Linked DNA regions of Rattus norvegicus: region 1 is linked to region 2. The links are chromatin contacts, called in public Hi-C maps. All regions are on one chromosome and are shown on one strand. The core of a region is the stretch at or near the end of the contact, and the rest is flanking DNA. Distances in the headings are between cores, read along the strand shown. Region 1 holds the start of Hsd11b1 (hydroxysteroid 11-beta dehydrogenase 1). Region 2 has its middle 17 kb from the start of Traf3ip3.

Evidence for each region. Hi-C and Micro-C count contacts between places; a contact is called where the count stands out from the background.
Region 1: a contact with region 2 is called in a Hi-C map of liver, with 5 times the contacts expected there. The contact joins the promoter of Hsd11b1 here to the enhancer-like site in region 2. A contact is called at or near these places in 4 of 12 Hi-C or Micro-C datasets (hepatocytes, kidney and liver).

What each region holds. Positions count from the first base shown.
Region 1 is chr13:107,302,094-107,305,499 of GRCr8, forward strand. It overlaps Hsd11b1 (hydroxysteroid 11-beta dehydrogenase 1), which reads right to left and starts at 1,408. Exons shown (of 6, transcript NM_017080.2): 1 at 994-1,408; 2 at 161-291. The coding sequence starts at 1,069.
Region 2 is chr13:107,263,553-107,267,219 of GRCr8, forward strand. It overlaps the pseudogene LOC120096391. Among named protein-coding and RNA genes, the nearest start is that of Traf3ip3, 17 kb to the left of the region's middle. Within about 2 kb of position 1,514, at least 3 of the 93 cell types and tissues checked have an H3K27ac peak or open chromatin away from gene starts, as enhancers often do. A contact at or near this core is called in hepatocytes and liver, where this site is marked.

The DNA.
Region 1 (3,406 bases), core at 158-2,657, 38 kb after region 2:
ACATAATCAAAGAACTCTGGCTAACAACACTGAGTGTGTGTGTGTGTGTGTGTGTGTGTGTGTGTGTGTGTGTGTGTATGGGGGAAGCCTTTGTACATAAGTGTGAGACTATAAGCTGGACACAAGAAGGCAGGCTTATCTGTGGCTACAGAATGCTCACCTTCTGGAGCCCTTCCTCCGACCTTGCAGTCAATACCACATGGGCTCCCATTTTTGACAGATGATATGCCATTTCTCTTCCGATCCCTTTGCTGGCCCCAGTGACAATCACTTTCTTCCCCTGGAGCATTTCTGGGAAAGCACAGAAGCAATGAGTGTCCCCAAAGCCTTGTCTCACTTTCCATACTCAAAGGCTGTGAGCCCAGATCATTTTGCCTCATGCCGTAAAACACTGAAGCAACACTTAAGGTTATTCATAAACAGGCTCTCAAACACAGGTTTGGCCTGGATGTCCAGAGCCGAGCCTTCTTGCCTTCATTCCTAAAACATCTCCATGTGCAGAGATCACAGAGACAAGGCCAGAGAGGTCAGAGTTTGGCGAAACTACCCAAGTTCAACCCTTTTGGCATAATCTAATTTTGCTAACACTAAAGGGAATTTTAAAAAGTATCACAAAAATGTGTCCACAGAGCCTCTACTTAGTCATCAACTTCATAGCCCTTTCTGTTTTTTATTTTGGCTTCTCGGCTATCAGTGTCTCCATAGATCACAGCTATCTGACTGAGCGATGTGTCTGGGTACTACCTTCACTTCTGTAGATCTGACATTGCTTTCCATGCTGCAGGCCAAGCAAAGCATAGCCTCCTTGGCTGTATGGTTCACCCCTCCCAGTCCCCTCCTGCCTGCAGCCTGTGGCTGGAGGATCCAGGGTTTACAGACTCACATTCGGGGTTCCTCTTTCTCAGTGGTGTAGGGATCAAGAACACAGCTAGATCTTTAGAAACCCTTGTGTTTTAAGCCTGTTCCTCTAGTGAGGAACACAGTGGTACTCACCTGGTCTGAACTCTTCATTTGTAGAATAGTAGTAACCCAGGCAGAGCACCAGGACGGGGAGGAGGTATTTTTTCATAACTGCCGTCCAACAGGGACCTGGCTCAGGGAGCTCTGTAGGACACACAAAGAAAACCTGCAGCTCTTTCTACAACCTCCCAGGCAGGCAGCAGCCTCTGAATTGTGACATCAGGGACGGGGGAGGCTGGAGTAGTCTCAGGCAGCACTAGCCAACTTCCCTGTCAGAGCAATGATTGGCTTTGGGTGGGATCCCATTCGTCCCTGGCAGCCTGCGTGATGGATTTCATAATGGACAATGTTTACTCCATTTCATTGAGTAAGAGGCAACTTCCAGATGGCCAGGCTCATGACTGTGCAGGGCTGGGTTCCTGAGCATCTCCTACCGAGACATCCTTTGCACACAGCAGCAATGGCCTTGCAAGAATGGCTTGTCAGGGAGGGAGGGTGGAGGGGTGGAAGGGCGGGATAGAAGGAGAGGAGGAGGGAGGGTGGGAGGAAAGGAAGGAAGGAGGGATGGAGAGAAGGAGGGAGGAAGGACACACACACATACACACACACACACACACACACACACAGAGAGAGAGAGAGAGAGAGAGAGAGAGAGAGAGAGAGAGAGAGAGAGAGCGAGCATGTGGGGCTTTTGGGAAATATGAAGGATACAAATAGAGCCAAACTCAAGCCAAATCTCAGCCTTGCCCCACCCCCAACACCCAAGTCTGAAGCAATTAAAAATTAACAGCACAAAACAGCAAAATGAGCTCAAGGAAAAAAATGGGCATGTCTTAGGAGAAAGAAAATAAGCCAGTAAGCTACAGAAGTCCCACACTCCAGTTCAATGAAAAAGCATTGCAACATCAAAGAGAAGTTGCAAACCAGCCAGACCCAGATGGCAGGAAACCCAAGCTCAGTTCAAGACTCTCAGGCAAGTGCAATGGAAGTGCCCTTATTACTACAGGGAATAAAGAAGGAATGATGGGCGCCAAAACAGGAAGGAAGGTAGCAGGTTGTTAAACTGGGTTATGTAAATGCTGTGGAGGAGCGAGGAGCAGAAGAGGATGCTGGGAAAAGAAGGTCAGACCAGAGGATCTAGACCACCTTTGGCTATAGCCAAACTGCTCTCTCATAAGCTGCAGCGCTAACCTTCTTTTTACCTCTACTTTGAGTCTGGGTCTCAGTAAGTTGATCAGGCTGGCCTTGAACTTGCTCTGTTGCCTCAGACTTGTGATTCTCCTGCCTCAGCCTCTCAAAGAGTTGGGATTTCACACCTGTTGCCATAAAGCCCTAAGGGACCTATCCCACGTGCTTGAAGCAAAAGTAGCACAGAGCATCTGGGTCCCAGGTAAAATGATCCAACAGAAAGATCAAGAAGAGAGACACTATAGCAACTAAAAATGTATTATTATGACAAGACAGAAAATCAACTTCATATATCTGTAGCAAGGTTTTTTTAACCCCTTCCCCTCACAAGATTTTATTAGAGAATAATCCTCAAAGAATTTAAGATGCACCACAGTCAAGTTTTTCAATTTAAAACCAACCATCCAAAATCATGAAAATCACATGGGACAAAGCAAATCCTCAACTGTGAGTTACAATAGAGCAAGTAGAGAGTCTCAAGAATGAGTTACTGGCCTCTGAGGGGAGATGTCAATCAAGGATGGGAAAGGCCTGAATCATTCAGAGTTTGGAGAAACCAAATTGTGACCCTAAAACAGTCTCTGGAAAGATCCGGTGGCTTTTCACTTCAGAGCAAGAGAAAATAATTTAAGGCCCAGAGGAGATGAAAGAATTTGTCAACAAAGGCCACAGCTGTGAGGGTTGCTTCCAGAAGACAATAATGGTTTGAGAACAGCAGAGAGCTGGAGCCGAGGGCGCGGAAGACAAAAATAGAAAGGGTAAAAAGTGGGAGGTGCAGTCATGTTGTCAGGACTGCCTGCATCGGAGCATTCTCAGAAAAGCTTTTATGCTACCAAGACGCATGACAGGCAGGACTCCATGTTCTTTCACAGGGGGCAGAAAATAAGACTGTGTCCTTAGCCTTATGTGATTAATGGCTAAATCATTGACTTGCATGCAGAAAATAAGATAATATGTTTTTTAAAATGTGCTTAGTAGTGAAACTGTAGGGAACCAGAAAGATTTGCTTTAAAATATCATGATTCAAAAGGAAGATGGGGTGAAGAATGCAGAGAAACAAGAAAGAGAGAAAGGAATGATAAAAATGACACAGAGAGAAGAGAGAAAGGGATGAGAGAGGGTGGGGACAGGGAGAGGGCTGTAGCTTCATGCAGAAAACACAAGCTTCAAATACAGATGGCCATGAGATGGCCTGAATGCAACAGGCTGGGGGCAGCAGAAGTCAGATTTTGCAATGGGAGTTGCTGATCAGTTCTTA
Region 2 (3,667 bases), core at 264-2,763:
GAGTGGATGTGGTACTTTGTTCATCCTAGCCTGATGCCTGGCTTGGTGGTGAAGCTGTTTTATGCGTGGAACACATAAAAATTGAATCAAATTGATTTGAATCAAATCTAGGTAGTGTGGCGTGGGAAGAAGAAGACAGGTAGAGACCTGCATTCCACCATGCTACTCAATGCAGGCAGGGAAAGACATCCACAGACCTGTCCTTCACCCCACATCTCTGTCAGTCCATAGACACACAGAGCCCTACCTACCGCCACACAGCACTGTATGCGGAAGAAGTCAGACAGACAGAGACCTGCAGACCACCATGCCACCCACACACCTGCCCTCCAGTGCAAGGGATAGGTGGGCAGAAGACACCTGCTTGCTACAGTGCCATGCAGTGGGGACAGAGGATGCCACTCAGGGGCCTACCAGCTGCATGACCAGCCTGCAGCAGAAGCCACCACAGTGTGAGTATCTGATGGTCAGATGGGAGAGAGTGAGAGGTGGAACTAGAGACTTGAGGGTGGCCAGGAGTAACCTGCTATGAGCGGCCAGCCCTGCTACCTGGGACCATGATGAGGTCCCAGCATGAGCTGCCTCTGAGAGCCTCCATCTGTGGTTACTCAGCCAGCGTAGCCGGTGTCAGGGGTCTGTGTTGTTACCACTAAAAAGAACATGTAAATCTTGATTGGGGCAGCCACTGGGAAATCATGTGGGTATCCAGGAACTGTGCATGACTGTCCTTGTTCCTCACTGGCGACTGTGCTTTGGAGAGTTGGATCCATTTCTCAGGCTATGCACCTTGCCTGGCCAGGAGAGCAGAGCTGACCCTGATGTTGGGGGCACAGGTGAGCCAGCCCCGAGGGCATGAACATGGGAAAGCTAGTCCCACCACTTTTCTGCCATGAAGTGTCATGGATGTGGGGTGATGACCTCCCATGCCTCTTCCGTCACCACCTGTGGCACTTGGAATAGCTGGCCCTGCTGGGGTCATGAGAGCAGGAGAACTGTCCTTACCTCTTACAGGCTACAGTACTTGGGAGAGCAGGCCTCACCTGAACAGCATAATAGAGCTAACCTTGATGATGAGGGAATGGGTGAGCTGGTCTTGAGGATGTGAGGGAGAGCTGGCCCCATCACTCCTCTACCTCCTTAACCCTCAGCAACCGATGCAGCCAGAAGAGCTGACTCCAGGGTCATAAGAGCAGGAGAGCTGGCCCTGCCCCTCACCAGTGGCATCACTTGGGAGAGCGGGCCCTGGACTTCGTCTGGGCAACACAGTGGAGCTAGCCCTGATGGCAAAAGCACAGGCAAGCCAACCCTGAGGGTGAGTGGGAGAGCTGTCCCAGTGCCTTGCTGGCTTTAGTACTTAGGTGAGTGGACCTTAACTGGGCAAAACAGTGGAGCTGGCCCTGAGGATACAAGGTCAGAAGAACAAGAAGGCAGGGTGACCTAGCAGGAACAGGGCTGGAGAGTTTGTCCTGGTGGTGCGTCTGAGGGAGAACCGGCCAGGCTGACCCAGATCCAGGGTTCCAAGTTGGGCCACTCCAAAATCATTATCATCTCCACAACACAGGGCAACAACAGGATAACGGGGAGGAGACCTGGCCAGGATCCACTATTGATGGTGTGATGGAAGCCAGTGATCTCTATCTGGACCAATATCTCATTGCAACAAACATTTACAAGTGAAGATGTGTGGGCAGAGGAATATACTGTGGGACACATGGTTACATGCTACAGCTTCTGTGATGAGATGTTTTCTATGATGATGGTGATGATGATGGTGTGTGTGTGTGTGTGTGTGTGAAGTGCATGATGTGAAAATCACAAAAGAATCAATAAAAAGATTCCTGTGGTGGAGGAATAACTTTGAACCAAACCAAACCAAACCAAACCAAGCCAAACCAAACCAAACAACAAAATTTTTTCTACAGCAATACCAGTTTTTATCAAAGATAACCAAAGAAAAATCAATATGTTTATAAAATAAATCTAGGGCTGGGGATTTAGCTCAGTGGTAGAGCGCTTACCTAGGAAGCGCAAGGCCCTGGGTTCGGTCCCCAGCTCCTAAAAAAAGAACCAAAAAAAAAAAAATAAAATAAAATAAATCTAGTCTTACCAGGAAACTGTATTTGAGGAGTACCAGGAAACTGTATTTGAGGAGTACTTATTGACTTTTTTTTTTTTTAATGAATCTGATTGTAGATGTTTCCAAGTGAAACTGAAACCAGATGACAAAAGACTTTGAATAGCCTGGAGGAAAATTCTTGATGAAGCTTCAGCAACTACAGGAAACAGTTGTTTTCATGACCTAAAGGTTTTTTCCTTTAAGATATTTATTTTATTTATATGAGGTGCTGTCTTCAGACACACTAGGAGAGGGCATCAGATCCCAATACAGATGGTTGGGAGCCACCATGTGGTTGCTGGGAATTGAACTCAGGACCTCTGGAAGAGCAGTCAGTGCTCTTAACCACTGAGCCATCTTTCCAGCCATGACCTAAAGTTTGTTTGTTTTTTTTTTTTTTTAAGGTAACAGGGATGATTACCACTGTTACCTCAGGGCTGTCAGACTTCCATAAATTTTATGTAAACTTTACCTTGTGATTTACCTAGATATTTATGCCAATAACCTAGGTCACGTCTCACTGTAAAGTAATAGTTGCCCACCAAAACTTTTATTTAAAGTAGATCAACACTTAAAATAAAACCTGTTCTGTCAGACATAGAGAACCAGACTCTGTAGTCTGGTCTTACATCACTGTAGGGATAGTCAACTTTTTGAAGAATATGTTATACTTTGCACTAATCATAGTTTATACATACATTGCTTTCCTGAGACTCATCATCCTCTGCCAACTTCTGTGACTTGCTCAGAAGGCATTTTTTTAAAAACAAAAGTCTCCAAAGTTAAAAGATCAGGTTGTGTGTATATGCAAGGCATGCCTGGGTGGTGCACAGGGATTTGGGGTGGGTGCTGCAGTGGGGTATACACATTACACATTTACTGAGACCCATGGAACATACAACAAAAGGGTGAGTCCAAGTGTGAACTTGGCCTCCGACGGATGTGCTGATGATGCATGAGACTCTTGATAAAAGGGAAGGCTTGGGGTTGGGGCGTATGGGAATGTGGGGTTCTGCTGTGAACCCCAGACTGAGCTAAAGGTAATGCTCATTTACAAAGGCACAGACTTTCTGATGTCCTCATGTCCTTACAGGTCTTACTCAACGGTTACACACTGTGCTCCTTCCTTCCTCTCCTAAATGCTGGAATTACAGGAAGGAGCACAACCACACCACACTCGAGGCAGTTTTAATACATGGGCTTTGGGGAACATCTTCAAAATGTAGCAGCTGTGCTGGGTTGGGTCTGAGATGGTGGCCTAGAGTAGTCAAGCCGAGGAGAACAGTGGCCCAGAAGCTCTAGGGAAAGGTTGGTGGTTAGGTGAGAATTCAGGGTCCTAAGGAGTAGCCATTTGTGAGAAGCAGGTGGGAAACTGTGAGTCACCCCCTCAGGCGCCCTTTCTACCCCATGCACAAGGTCTTTGATGTCTACTTTGTACTCAGAGGAGGGAGCCACAGTTTCCCTACGATGGGCTGAGACCCAGCATGGCCCCCGGGAATGTGCTGACAGCTGGTGTGTGTCGGACATGTTAGGATCCCGAGAGCTGCGTCC